2 separate regions of the Gossypium hirsutum genome follow, and region 2 is linked to region 1. A link is a contact called in public Hi-C data. All regions are on one chromosome and are shown on one strand. Each heading gives the region's core, a stretch centred on a gene start, on an enhancer-like site or on the middle of the called end of the contact. The rest is flanking DNA. Distances are from core to core; before and after follow the strand shown. Region 1 holds the start of LOC107936272 (FT-interacting protein 7). Region 2 overlaps LOC107936276 (a long non-coding RNA gene).

Region 1 (7,774 bases), core at 1,461-3,960:
TACATGAATATGGTGGAGAGGACTAGTTGTGGGCACATCACCACTGCTATAAGCAAAACATGAACTAAGATAGTCGTCGGCGGGTGTGCCCACGTGCTAATCCCATCTAACCAACGTGCCAAAATTGCCGCATGTGACAAACAGCCGACGACTCGAAACCAATTGGCCTTGCTCTTTCTCATGCTCCACACGTGTGTATCCGTATCCAACATGAACTGAACTACTTCTTGTCCCAAAGGTGGTTCGGACCGAGCTAGCCTAGCCGTTACTATGTGCATAGCCGTTTGGCGAAGTATGTCCTGTTGGGCTGGACCCAATGGGCGAAGATAGTGCATTCTTGGTAACAATGGGGTGCCATAGGCTTGGATTAGACTTAGCCATGATGAGCAAGAAAATCGAACCGCTATCTCAATCTCTCCCATCTTCTTGGCCCCATTAGGTAACAATACTGTAAGCATATATGAATTTAAGTACACTTTATTCGTGTCAAGTGTAGACAACCGTACACGTATTTTACCGATACGTAGATCTCTACCGGGCTTCCCTGTTTCATCACGCTTGTACCTTCCATTATCAAATACCCCAATAGTAAGCACTGTACATGGATCATATACATCCCAAGTATATTGCTCGTTCCAACGTGGATTAAACCGATCAAGTATCGTACGTGTACGGATCCACTTTTGCCCATACTTAGCCACCACGTATGCATCGGTTGTGCCACGTGTACCGTCTTTGGTCTTCACAGGCAACAAGTTACTCGCTCCTCGAATCCCAACATCGAGCAACCCAATCGGAGGCTTAGCTAGCTGCTTAGCGGCGGCTTGGACGTCACTAGTCACGTGAGCAGCTTCATCAAGCACATGATACCCACCTTCTAAACATGCCTTCACGTGTATTCTACCTGCGTATGGTTTATTTTCAGCACCAACCAAATTGAACCATCTTGATTTCGGTTCAGTTTTATCATCGGTTCGCCTCTCAAGGCTAGGTACATGGATTTTAGCCTGACCCACTAACTGCCCGTTACTCCAATCCTCAACCATGACCACCAAAAACGGCTCAAACGGTTCAGCCGCCACAAAAACTAAATCCTCGTTCCAAGCCGAACCAACCGGAGTCCTACTGGTTTTAAACAATTGAGCCCCAAGCTGAGCCTTAACATAAAGCTCAGGACTTCGAACCTTAGGTTCAGATACCGAACCAAGCTGCAAATCTTGGGTTTGGATAACCGTTAATCTCAAATACCAAAGCTTTGGAGACAAATAAACCTTAGCTCGGGTCTCGGGTATTAACCCACCCGAATCCGACTGCCAAGCTTCTTGAAAAGCTTCATCGGCCTGAGTCCCGACCCAGACAGAAACCATGACGTCATTTCCAGGTGACTTCTCCGATTCAAGACTATACCATTGAGGAGCCAAAGGACTATCGGGAGGAACCCTTTTGGGCACTTCTTGCAGATCAAACGACACCGATCCGAGACAATTATCCACCACCACGGTGGTAGCAGTGGTGGCGGCGTCTCCTTCTTTTTGTTCTTCTTTTTTCTCTTCTTCAGCCCAGACTGAAACTTCTAAGGAACTTGAATTCAATCCTTCTTTGTCGAAAGCGAAGACTTGGTCCCAATCTTTGTCGATTTGGCTTTTGGTTTTGATACTGTGAGTACCGATAACCAGTTTTGCATGAAGGGGACAAGCTGGTTCTTTGTTGGCTCGTTTTGCTTTAACAACTCGGACGTATAAAAATGGCATACGGTTTACGAGGTCGTATGCGATACGGTTGTGGTCACCGGAAAGTGATCGGAGTTCTAACTCGTTAATCACAAGCTGACTGCTTTTACCTGTTTCAACTTTGCTTTTTGTTGCTACTACCTTCGTTGATGATGCTTCTTCTTTATGTGCTATTGGAGGGTTCTCCACCTCTGTCGGCGGCGGCGGCGGAGTAGCAGCTGCGGTTGTGTCTTCGGACTTACTAGCCTCCGCCGGCGGTGGGTTCGGTTTCTCTTCTTCTTTGGGTGGTTCTTCTTTAGGCTTCTCTTCTTCTTCTTTCTTTTCCTCCACATTTTCCTCCTTCTTATCTTCCTCTTCCTTTGGCTTCTCCTCAGCCGTCTCTGCTTTCTGCTCAGCCGCAGGTTCCGCCGGTGCCGGCGGCGCTTCTTCATCAACATAAAAAACTTTAACTCCAATCTCACCTTTAATCTGAGAAAAAACACTCCTTTTTTCCAACGGATAATAAACCAGAGTCTCTTCCCCTGCTTTAACAAAAACACTGCCAGCCAACTTCACTTTACCCAAAAACGTGCTTCGTTTCCCCATTTTTTTATCATTGTACAAATTAATCTCCAACATCTCGGCAGCCATGGATTCAATATCATGAACTAAAAACTCCAGCTTTTCATCCCAAACAGGATTTAAATCTCTGAACTTGGTCTTTGTCCTCCTTCTTTGACCATCAAAATCAACTATGGCATAAGCACTGGCTGTTCCTTGACCATCTTTTGGCATCAAGTTCTTGGCATTGCAGATTTCAACTATCAACTTTCTAGTGCAATTTTCAGCCATATTTTTTTTTGGTGAAACAATGGGGCTATAGATCTGGGTTTGAAGTGATTATGCAAAATAAACAATGAAAAAACAGAGCTTTTTTGGAGTATTAACAGAGAGACGTTGAGTGTTTTTCTTTTGCTTTTTGGTGAATAAAAAGTCAAGGAGATGGGGGCCAAGTGAGGGGATTAAATAGGGGGAGACTTTGTGAGAGAGAGAGGGTGGAGAGTGGACACATCAGCAATGACTCAGATGACGCGTGGCAAGATCTTGGAGGGCGTGATTGGTTTTGGATGGTTTGTGGAGACAGGATCAAAGTCCCCCAGGTGGTGAGTCTGTTGGTAATATATAAATATTATTTTATTCATGTGTTTTTATAGATATTTATGTTATGAGGATGCAAATGGAATTTTCATGAATTTTGGGGATTAATTTGAAGGAGAGAAGGAAGGAATCATAAATGTCATAATAAACAAAAAGCCATTAAGGTAACTTATGGTCATTATATATAAAAATATTTTTAATGAAAACTATTGGATAAACTTTTTTTTAACTATATTAATGATTTGAATAATTTATTCTCTTCCAGAGATGTGAGTTTGTGAACTAATTTTAACAAATAGAAAATATAGAAAAATTATGTTAAAATAAATGAATAATGAAGAAAAACAGAGAAAAAAGCAGAAGAGAATGAAAAATTAAAATTAAAAAAGAATATAAAAGAAAAAAAACTAAATTGCTCAAATGAAAAAATATAAGGACTAATTGTAGAATCTAAGCTAAAATTTTCGTTTGAAATGATGATTTAACGTTTCACATTAGCTTACCATTACACTATTGACGACAATTAACAACTTAATGACTAAAATATTACAACATGATAACATAAATAATTAAAATATAACCTGAAACAAATAAAAATGACTATTTTAATAATTTACCCTAAACTTTTTCTTAAACGATATTAATGAAAATGATATACTAAGAAGATACTTGTTAAAAATATTTATGCATTAATATATTATACACACCGTCAATTAATATTTAAAATATATGGTTGGAAACATCACTTTCACAATATCAATGTAAAAAAGTAAAAATATTGCATGCATAACACTATGTTTGGTTGCCCTTAATCGGTGGGCCCCACCTAATACATCTCTATTCCATCGTTTGGTTGAATGTGTTTCTAATACCCGTGTAATACAATACAGATTTAATCGGTGAAAACCACCGATTTGTAATACAGCCCTTTTGCTCAGATTAGGTGCTGCATCCAAATCCCTCCCTGTTTTACCCTCCCAATTGGCTTCCCCATTCCGTCGCGTCTTCCTTCGTTCTACCTTCGCCTCCCGATTGGCTTCCCCATTCCTTCGCCTTTTCCTCTGTCTGTCAACCTCTTCTTTTTTTTTTCTTTACAACCAGTCACTCTTTTGATTTGCCTTCTCAACCAGTCTACCTTTTTCTTTTCTTTTTCTCTGTGTCAGTCATTCGATTGCTCTCAATTGGTGTTATTGCTACTGAAAAGTAAAGGTTTCTCTCTTTTGCTCTCAATTATCCTGTAATTTAGTGTCTTGTTAGTGTTACTGCTCTCAATTGGTGTTACTGCTGTCTTGTTAGTGTCTTCTTCATTGCACTTTCAGGGCTTGATCTCTGTTTCTTCTTTCTCAGTTGATGTGCAACTTTACATAAACAAGACTGAGCCCCCATTGTTTTACCCTTTTTTCTTTCCATGTTAGGGCATAAGACATTGGCATGCAATCTGCTGCAAAATTCATTTTCGCCTAAACTTCCTAGCATGTTTCAATCCGTGTTTTTCATTAACTGTGATTATGTAATTTGGAACTTAGGTTGAGCATCTCCATAAATGGCGTCTCCCCTTTGTTCTCTTTTCCTCTTGTTTCTTTTCTGACTTTCTAGTTAGCCACCTAATTAAGATACTTCCATATTAAAATTTCATGTAAAAACGGTTGAGTTTATTCATGTTTTATTCTTTGTAGTCTCACTGTCTACATTAATTTGTGCAGTTGTTGGTTTACTCCATCTATTTTGAGTGGTTAATGTTTCTTTGAATCTTTTGAGCTGAGGTGATTAACTTAAAATTCCATATTGCAATCAGTTGTTCTTTTTCTCAACTTTTAGGTGTTAAAGGAATTTACTCTTCAAAAACAATTGATCGTGCAACTCATTTTTTGCATCACTATTCAAGCTACTTGGGTGCAAGGTATGAATTATAGGTCTGATTTTATTTAATTAATTAGTTTTTTAATATTGTAGAATGCAACTTGTAGAAAACTGTAAAACTTTTTCATTCTAATTGAGGATGATAATATTCTATGCACTTCTTCCATGTCCTGCTTGTTGAATGCATTTGAAAGGGAGTGCACTTGGTCCTGTCTCTATAATGTTGTCATGTCCTGCTTGTTGAATGCATTTGAAAGGGAGTGACTGGTTAGTGAAATATATAATTTCAACCTCTTCCGCATTTGCTTTACTTTTTCAACATTATCCGTCTCTCTGCTCCTCTCCATGCAAGATACAGCCAAACAAAATATCTCATCTCGAATACCTATCTTTGCCTCCTTCATTTCGAATAAAACCCGAAAAATTTCATCTGTCCTTCCAACTTTTCCAAGCTCCTTAATGAATACTAAATATGCTTTCCAAGTAGGTCGGATGCCCCTCTCCTCCATCGAATTGAATACTTTCCATGCTTCGGATATAAGGTTTTGGCCAACATGACCTGCAACCATGGCCATAATAGCAACAGTTTCAGGCTCAACACCTTTCTCCATCATCTCATTGTATAAATCACAGCCTTTTTTATACTCTTTCAATCTACAGAGGCGTTGCATTAGATCAGTGTAAGTAGAAGCCGTTGGTAAGTACCCGGATTCCTTAATGCTTTAGAAAATATCTAGTGCCTTGGAAAGGTCATTTCTTCTTAAGTGCCCATTGATGATAATCTCATAAACCTTCTCACTAACCAGTTGTCTTGTCTTCATAATATCGAGGATTTCCAAGGCATCGGCAATCCTATCGGCCCTGCACAGTCCTTTGATCAGAATCTCAAAATAACGGGGGTCCAAAGACAACCCTTTATTCTTAAGGTCCCGAATCAATTCTAAAGCTTCCTTAATTCTTCCAGAAATACATAAACAAACCATGTTGATGGAAATACTGCTCCATACAAAATCAATGAGAAATAGTATATTTTATATCAATATATAAAGCTAATTGCTGTAGAAAACATTTGTTATGGCGAAACCAAATATTGCCTAGCAGAAGTCAGAATGTAGGAACTAAGAAGAGAGGTTGGTTTCGTTACACATATGTTGTAGCTCAGGCAGGTTCCAATATGTGTTAAGACGACTCCCTCTTTAAGATATATCACTTCTCGGCCCCCTTGGTATTTAATCAAGTGACTAAGCTGTGCTTCTCTTGCTTCTAAAGTTTTCCTTCAGTAATGCAAATTTTTTCTTGCATTGGTTTACAGTCTTCCCGGGAACAGCAGTGGCTACTCGTTCCCAATGCTGACTGGTTTCCTTTGGGAATGTCTTCAGAGCCTGAATCAGTGCTCTTTCTTGTACAGTAGACCATACATCTTGTTCTGAACTTGATGAAACACCATTGCCAGAAACCACATCAACAGGATTACTTTAATAATTCTTCCTTAATTCAAATCAAGGCTGATTTCCTTCTCAACCATCTCCTTGTAAAATTCCATAGCTAAGTGAGGCATTTTGACAAACACCTGGCCTTCTAGCCAAAGATTGTTCTATAAACTCAAGCTCCTTGGCATTGGTTCGTGGGGTTATCGAAAACCCAAATTTGGTTTCATCTGAGGTTACATTAACAACACCTAAAATGTCAGTTATTTCTTGGAAGAGTGATGGGATGGTACCAGTTTCAGCTTGGCTCTTCAAGTTAGCTTGTGGGGCTTTCTTCGTTGGTTTGGATGATTTGGAGAGTGTTGAAAATCAAAGGGGACGAAGCTTAAGTCTCGAGAAATGGAGGCGAATCACTGATTGTGAAAGAAAGTGCTGGAATTTGACTAAGTACCTCATATTTGAAGCAAATTTTTTGATCATCTCAGCTTATTGTTGCGCATAAACCATAGCTTCTTATTAATGGAAGTTTGTTGAGTGAAGTTATAGTCCTACTGAGCTTCGAATACTTTTTTGGGGGGGTAAACAACATTACCAGTTTACCAGTGACTTAAAAAATAATCACTTAACTCTAAAATAATTAGACGACTGGGAAAGAAAAATAAAACATAATTGAGTGACCAAAAAAACTTGGGTGATTATTAATGTAGTTTACCCTTTTCTCTTTACGTCATTAACAGTAATAGTTAAATTTCAATTCTAGCCCCTCTACTTTTTTATTATATTAAATTATATATTTCAATTTCATGTTCATATTTGGAGTCTGTTTGATTCACTGAAAATATTTTCCAAAAAAAATTTTCTAAAATAGAATGGTTTTTTTGAAAATGTGATGTTTTTTGGTATTTGGATGATTTTAGGTAAAACATTTTCCACAGTTTGATATAAATCTAGGTATTCATGTTCATATGTATTTGTATAACTTTCAACGAGTTTTTCTATTGTGTTTCATTGCAATTCAACTTTTTGTATTCTTATATATACCCCATCTTTTCTACATGGCATCATCTTGCTACAGTTTGGAATAATGTTTATGGCTTTGACATGAGTTGTATAAAAAAGCAAGCTATGATGGAACCTCTTGTTGACACGGTTGACCAGAAACAAATTGTAACAAATTGCCACCTTCTCAAGGTGAGAAAATACACAAGCATATTCCTGTATGTATGTATATATCATTGGGTATCTATATATATGAACACTTATTGGAAATTATTTTACAAAATAATGTGTTTGGAGTACAACTGAATTATTTATTTTGGTTTTCTGGTTTCAGACAATGGATATTTCTAAGATGGTTCTTGGGGATGCTTCTTTCACTGCACCTTTCAAGCTTATTGCAGAGCGTGATGATTACACCCATGCTTTTGTTGCATATTTTGATGTTTCGTTTACCAAATGCCACAAATTGATGGGTTTCTCTACAGGTTTGTATCTACATCAAAATTCTCCATCCTTTGTCCTTTCCATTTTATCTACGAATAGAAATCAGCAAGCCAGCCTAGAAGAACTTTGCCTTGGCTAATGGCAAATACAAAATGTAGGACCAAGATCGCGAGCTAC
Region 2 (7,774 bases), core at 2,662-5,161, 44 kb after region 1:
TTCTTCCTCCAACTGCTCTATTTTTCTTTCTAACTCTGAGATTTTCTTTTCGAAGTTTTTGCTTTATGATTTCCAATTCGGAGGGGACCACTCGTAGATATTCCTCTATCGGTCGAGCTCTTCTAAATTTGGCATCGGGATATTGTCGTTAACCCTTCTACTCCACCATTCATTATATTCAGGAGTCACCATTGGATTCACAGCAACTCTCTTTATCCGACAGGTTTGGTTCCAAGCATTGTAAATCTCGCGGCTCTTTTTCTTGGAGTCTTTCTCCCCATACGAGAACCCACTCTATTCTAGCCCATGTGTCATCGGTATAAATTTTCTCGATCTATATTGCCTCAATACAAACAGAGGGGCGTATCCAACGGCTTTCCAAATCCCAACAAAGGGACCCAATCATAACTCCCACATCGGTAGAGAATCTCATCGAAAACCATCCAAGGGGATTTCCATTATATATCCTCCTCTTGGAGATTTTGAAGTATCGCTATCCATTTTTCCTCTGTTATGTCATCTCTTCTCGATATGGTCACTATCTCTTTCAAAGGTGAGTAATCTCCGAGAAAAGGTCGGTAAGAGGCCTTTTCTACCCTCCAAAAATGGCTATGAAACCATACTAAAAAGAGTTGTGCACACCAATAAATCTGCCTTCACCTGCCCTTCGACATGCACTCAAAGATCTGAAAGTCTTAACTAAGATTGCAGGAACAGGAGTGACTTCTTTACCAAATCGGTCAAATAGATCGGCGACTGCTTCATCTACATGCCTTAAAGCCTTAGGGAAAATAACCAAACCATACGCCCCAGGCGAAGACATCAACTCTTTTCTTTATATCAGGGTGTGTCAGGATCAGATCTCTCAAATTTTCTCAAGAGATAGAATTTCCATTGCCTTTCTACTGGACTCGAGCCGTAACCCACTGCTCACTCATCCCAGTGATGTTCATCAACCTCTTTACAAAGTTTGGGGTATTGACAGCTTTAGAATAAATCTTATCAACTTGAAACCTCAGACAACGAAGCAAGGTTGTATATTCCTCGACAGTAGGTACTAGATCCACCTTTCCGAAAGTAAAACAACTGTAGGCGTAATTCTAAAATTGAGCCATGGCGTGGAACAAATACCTATCTACCTTAACATCGAGGAGATAAGGAATATCACCATAATTACAGTAGAGTAGCTGCTTCATCTCCTCATCCCAGTGACTCCATAATTCTTTCAACTCCTGAAGATCATTCTGAACCACACTAATACGGGTAAAGTCCCATAACTCCGACGTGTACCCTTTGTCAAACTGTCACCTTTCTCTAACTGTGCATTCTCCGACCATCTTTGGACAAATGCGTTGTCTTTCACTTTATCAATGAATTCGTTCTTCATGGAAAAACTTTCTATTAGTAACCGAACCGTATATCGATACCTCCTTTTATGATGAAAATGTTATGCAATCACTATCAAAGAAAGAAGGAAAAACACAAGTCAGAATCATGCATAAGAATAGAAATCAAAGAAATCAAGAAATTATCAAATGCCTATTCGGGCAACCACTAAGGCTAGGTGTAATTCTACCTAAGGCGGGTTCCTACAGCTCACTATATGTGGTTTAGTTCTAGAGTAAAGGTACCTGAACCAGCAGATTCCTCGACCCTCACTCATTATAGGTTCATATGAATCAAGTTCAGTTCAGGGGAATACATTTCCTTATGCCCGTGCGGAGGTGAAAACCTCACGAAGACATAAGTACGGATGTATTCCGGAAGTGGTCCCCTAGCCCATGCGGAGGTGAAAACCTCACGAAAGCATAGTTTCTCACTCCCACTTAAAAGGTGTGACCACAACAGTCATGCGATATGATGCGAGAGTTTATAAAGAAATTCAACGAAAAAAAACAAACTCAACAAGGACACCGAAAATGCAAAGCGAGGATCGTGTATTTTTAGAAAAACTGAATTTCTAAATTTTGACAAGAAGACAGAAAATAATCAATTTACAGCTCAACTCTATTATTGGTCCCCAGTGGAGTCGCCAAGCTATTAAAACCATTTTTTTGAAACGGGAATCGACTTTTGAAAACGAAAGTTGGGAGTCGTCACCAATCCTTTTTGAGGTGCAATTGGGCCACCTTATAAAACATTTTGGTCTACGAATTTTAAGAAAACGGGTTCCGGAGTCGGTTACGTACGAGAAGGATTAACACTCTCGACACGCCTAAAATTGGTACTTAATCGACTAATTAGTGTCCTAAATGTCGAAAATTAAAGATTTGGACAGAATTCAAAATGCGATCCTCATTTTATTGGCTTTTAAAACATTTAGGTAAGTCAAATGTATATTAAAGACCATCTCACCTTGAGGTAAAACATTACATCCAGTACGTTAGGACATAACATTTTTGACCCTCAACTATGGTCTTGCCTTTAAAACGTGCATTTTAGCTTTAAAAGGATATTCGAATATTCAAAACAAACAAAGAAAGCGAAACCCAGTACGTTAGGGCACGATCCTTTGAATTCTTTAAATACCGAACATTGCCGTTATTTTAAAATAATTGAGAATAAATCTGTGAATAAATGAATTTGGGGCAATTAAAATTTGAAAAAACGAAAATAATGGTATGTCGCATTCAAATAACATTACCATACTAAACTAATCGATGCATATTAACAATGAAACATAGTAACAAAAAAAGGTTTAATGACAAATAATGAAATGGTAGTGGTAACATGTTAGTAAAGGTACAACAAAAGAAATAAAACAATTATATAAATATAAAACAGAAGATAATAGGAAAAAGGATTCCTAATAATATACATATTAATAATAAGAAAATAGTCGAAATAAAAAGAGTGTAATTTTAAAACGGGATTTTCAAAAAAAATAGTTGTATACGTATAATTAGAAAAAAAATAAGAAAACAAATGATAATACGCAATATACACGTAGAATAATATGGAAACAATAATAAAATATATATGAAACAATTAATAACATTGTGCGCACATATATAAAAATAATTTTAGAAGTATTTGAATTTAATGCTGTCGTAATTTTAAAACAAAGAAACATGGTAAAACCCTAGGAAATTATAAGTTTAACACACAATTTCAAAACAAATACTATAGAAAGTAGTTTTTAAAATTAGTGCCATATACATCAAAATTTGTAAATAAGATGTGATATAAAAATACATGTAAACATAATAATATGCTCGAGAAAACAAACCACGCACATACAACAAAATCTTAACATAAATTATTTACATGTAATTGTATAAACATCTACAAATGAATCTACACGAATAATAATCTATATAGTATGAAGTTAAGAATTTCACAAAATATAAAAAAAAATCATCCGTCAACCATTGATAATACATAATGTGAAAAACCTAATATAAATGATACCTACATGTAAAACACTAATAGATGAAAATATTTAGAAGATAAAAAAAACAGTAAAATTGGATCTAAAAATAATAATAATAAATAAATTATAAATATACATGGATTTGAAAGTAAGCATAAATACATATATACATACTAGGTAATGCAATCATAATACATTAAAATAAATAGTGAATTTATAAAGAAACAAGTGAAAAGAGGAAAAAAGGAAAAAAAAAGGACCTATTTAAAAAAAACAAAATCAGAAGGCCAATTTACAACATTAAAAATTGTAATACAATGCGTGCAAACAAACAGGGACCGAAAATGAAAATAAACTACGCTTCAAAACTGTACGTTCCAGCGCGGACTGATTTGTAATGGCGTGTAAGTTCCAGGAATAATTTAAAAGAACTAAAAAAAATTGAATATGACATGATTGGATGCTAGCACGAGGACGAGGGACTAATGGCGTAAATCGACCATTAGGGGGAAAAAACACGGATCCGGACCCTTCGAAGGGTCAGCGCGCAGGTTCCCCCCCTTTATTTCCTCATGCGGCGCTGTTTCATCCTGGGTTATCAAAAACCTAAACTACTGAATGGCCATTAGCCATTTCGCAGGCAGCCAAAGCAAACCTCTTGTTTGCTTGGGTTTTAAACTAAATTTTCGAGGCGCCGGCATCGTCACACCATCGCCGAGGTCGACCCATGGGATCATCGGTGCTTTCGTGCACCTCCACCTACGCCGACGAAGGCGAGTTTGGTCCCTTCTCCAAACATAAAAACGAATAGGAATAGACAATCTTAGCAAAAGAGTGAAAACAACCTTCTAAACTTTGACGATTTTGCTTGTTATTAACTTTTTGTTTGTATTCTTTTCTCTTGTATTTTCTTTCCAAAAAACGGTCTTTTTTTACAATGTTTTTGAAGGCTTTTATAGCCTTTTTACAACCATTTCTTGCTTGTTTGTAGGTTCAGTCGAGCACGTCTCTGATGTGGCCTAGTAGAGGAGCGCACGACGCAGAGGGACGCGCGACGTGCGGTGCTTGAGAACCTCCACGGTTGCTGCGGCTGAGGGTGTTAGCTGCTAGGGTCTCCATTTTTCTTTAATTTTGCTGGGCTTTAGGCTGTTAGGGTTTGTTTTGGGTTTAAGTCTAATGGGTTTAGGGTTTGGGTAATGGTTGGTATTGGGTTTAGAGATTGGGTTAGGTCTACTTAGTTAATTGTTTTGGGTTTTAAATGTATTGGGCCCTGGGCATAAATTGGGCTTAACACACTCAATTTAAAATGACTTTTGTATATTAAAAAATCAGTTGAATAATTAATTAACTGTTAATTAAAAATTTTAGTTTAATTTTTGTTTGATTCACATCAGCATTGTTATCAGTATAAAAGAATATAGGTTTGAGGCGATGAATAGTGGCAAAGCTAAGGGGTCGCAAGGCCTCAGTCTCTTTAAAACGAAAAATTTTCTATTCAAGTCATTTTATAATTTATAAAATTTTAAAAAATTAGTAATAGTAAAATTACACTTTGACCTCGAAAATAATAATAAAAATTTTAATTTAGTCCTTTAAAATCATAAACATATAAGCTATTAAAATGGTGAAATTGTATTTTTACTATCATAAAAATATATAATTTAATTTTAGTCTAAAAAAAAATTTCTAGCTTCTTCCCTAGCAATGAAGCACATTAATCCTCCTATTTAAGGGTCGGAAAGACTATGAATAGTTAAATTCTAGACATTATATAAAAAGACTTTTAATTAAAACTAACACTCAATTGAGGTTTTAATCGAATACTAAGGGATGTGTTTGATAAACTAAAATTTTAAGTACTGAATTTTTATTGCTAAATTTTTAAAATGGTGAATTTAAATCATATAATTGTTTGATAAATTAGTAAATATAAGTACTGAATATAAATAAATATTTTTTTATAAAAGTAAATAATAATTTTTAAATATTGATATAATAATTGATATTATTTTTTTATATGTATCCTATGATATATTAGGTGACGTCAAAGTGGAGTATAGTATTTATTTATAAAAAGGCAGGTATGGGATAGGTAAAATTGAAATAAAGTCGGGTTAAACTCACCCCATCCCGTCATCCTATCTATCCATTGCAATATCATTTACCACAATCATCATTTGACAAATAATAACAACTTCAATAAATAAATAAATAAACATAATTTATTTATAGAGCTTAATTAATTTTTAAATTTCAATTAAAGCCTCAATCTAGTGTTATTTTCATCTAAGATTTGAGTTGATTATTTATTTTTTATTTTTTAATAAAATTTTTTACCATTTAAACCTTAACGTAGCTACGTTTGACACAAATTACCAAATTTAAATTCAAGTATTATTTAGCTAAAATAAGTGGATTGGAGATTGGAATATAATATATGCATTAATTTATTTTCATGGAGCTTTAGGCCTTATCATCCAAACGAGCCCAATTCCTATTAATATTGGGCCTTTAATCACTGACACCTTCATTCCATATGTTCATTAAATTTATTTTTAATATATATTTTCATCCTAAGTTTAATCCCGAATTTTAATATTAATAAAAACTTGATTGATTTTTAGTTTGATTGACATTATTAGTGTTATTGTCAATTTAATATAAAAAGATTTAAATTTAAGCGTGTTTTATTTTTCAACTATGTCATTTATAACTCTACTTTTTATTTGCTCAAAATGGGTTTGAATTGCTCACATTCAGTCCTTTTAAGTATTTTTTTTTTAACTTCATTTAAATTGGACAAATTGGACAAATTTCATTGTAAGTGAATGGAATCGTAAGAAATTAGACTAGATATTAATATAGTAATTTATATGGTGGTTTACGTATATTTCATAATTAATGTGTATTATTTTATCATAAATGTTATGATAATAAATAATTTAAAAAATTATAAAAAAATAAAATTAACATAAAGTTTTCAAAATTATTTAAAAATTAAAACATAGTATAACGTAAAAAGCATATAAAATTCTATGTTTCTATGGTTTAAATTGCCAAGTAACTCCATTTAAAAATGATATATATATATTCACATTTATTTTACGATTATATTCAAAAACACATTGTTTTAAAAAATTAATAGAAAAAATTTATCAATTAAGTCTTAGCTTGATTGACATCAGTATTGTCACCAGTGTAAGAAGTCGTGAATTTAAGTACACTGAAGCGCATTATCCTCTTATTTAAAAGTTGGTTAAGAACCTCTAATGAGATTAATGTTTAAAAAAATCAACAAAAAAGTTTAATAAAATTCTCTCTCTCTCTCTTTTTTTTTTCATTTTGATATATTTTATTTTAAATATACATTGTTAAGTTTAACAAACCAACATTAAAACTGACACTTGTTATAAAAAAATAAAACTTAAGCTTCCGATTTTATCTAAATCTAATAGACTTATATTTAAATATTTTATTCGGTTAGTGTCACTTTTAATTGAGTTACCGATTCAATTATAAAATTTTAAAATATTTTTTTAAATTATAATTAATATTATTATAATTAAAAATTTTTCCTTATTTTATACTATTTTTAAATAATAAATTACTAATTTAAATGCCGAACACATATATAATATTAAAATATAAATTTATTACCACTCCACGTTAATTTATTGTTAAATAAATTTTAACCAAAGATCTTTTCTTTGATCACATTATGAGTGTGATAATTTAAAAAAAAATTACTTAAATTTATTTTTTATATAACTATTTTTTAAAAATAAATCCAATATTGAATAAATATCCATAGTTTCAATATTTCTCATGAAATATCTAATTTAGTAGTGGGTATTTTTGTAATTTTTACTATTTCAAATTAATATATAACCCAAACAAAAAATAGGATCATCGTAAATATCGTAAAAATAAAATATATAAATATATTATACATAGGTATTTTATTTGTTTTTAATTTATGAATAATTTAAAATTTTTTTGATATATCATAAATTAATTTTTAGGCGTCATTATTTTTGACCCTCTACAGTAATCTTTTTAAAATAGGAGCAGTCCATATGGCTATGTATAAAGATAAAGATTGAGACAGTAAGGTTAAATTATAGTTTTTTGCAGAAATGCAGCTGCCTTGCTTTAAATGGTCAAAAAAGTGGCTGCTTTCTTTCTTATTGGAAATTTTGACAGCTTTCTCTTCTTCTTTTCAGTTTATGGCTTTTGATATCAGTATTTTAAGTGTTCGAGGGTCTAGATTGATTCACAAAATTAAAGTTTTAAGTATCAAATTAACTTGTTTATATATAGTTTAGATAAGTAAGACACGAATATAAAATCTTAAAACTTTCAAAACCTTAACCTTTTTATTAAGTTAAGACTTTATTAATG

What was found. A called contact is a pair of places that touch in the nucleus more often than the background predicts.
Region 2: a Hi-C map of leaf shows a contact between it and region 1, with 4 times the contacts expected there. The contact joins the enhancer-like site here to the promoter of LOC107936272 in region 1. A contact is called at or near these places in 11 of 34 Hi-C or Micro-C datasets (callus, leaf and petal).

What each region holds. Positions count from the first base shown.
Region 1 is chrA08:123,761,877-123,769,650 of Gossypium_hirsutum_v2.1, forward strand. LOC107936272 (FT-interacting protein 7) reads right to left here and starts at 2,711. Exons shown (of 1, transcript XM_016868967.2): 1 at 1-2,711. The coding sequence starts at 2,561. It overlaps LOC121204725 (probable protein arginine N-methyltransferase 1), which reads left to right and starts at 7,121. Exons shown (of 3, transcript XM_041075155.1): 1 at 7,121-7,345; 2 at 7,488-7,638; 3 at 7,756-7,774. The coding sequence starts at 7,256.
Region 2 is chrA08:123,804,715-123,812,488 of Gossypium_hirsutum_v2.1, forward strand. LOC107936276 (a long non-coding RNA gene) reads left to right here. Exons shown (of 2, transcript XR_001694375.2): 2 at 4,365-4,735. Among protein-coding and RNA genes, the nearest start is that of LOC121204727, 8.9 kb to the right of the region's middle. Within about 2 kb of position 3,912, at least 9 of the 9 cell types and tissues checked have an H3K27ac peak or open chromatin away from gene starts, as enhancers often do. A contact at or near this core is called in leaf, where this site is marked.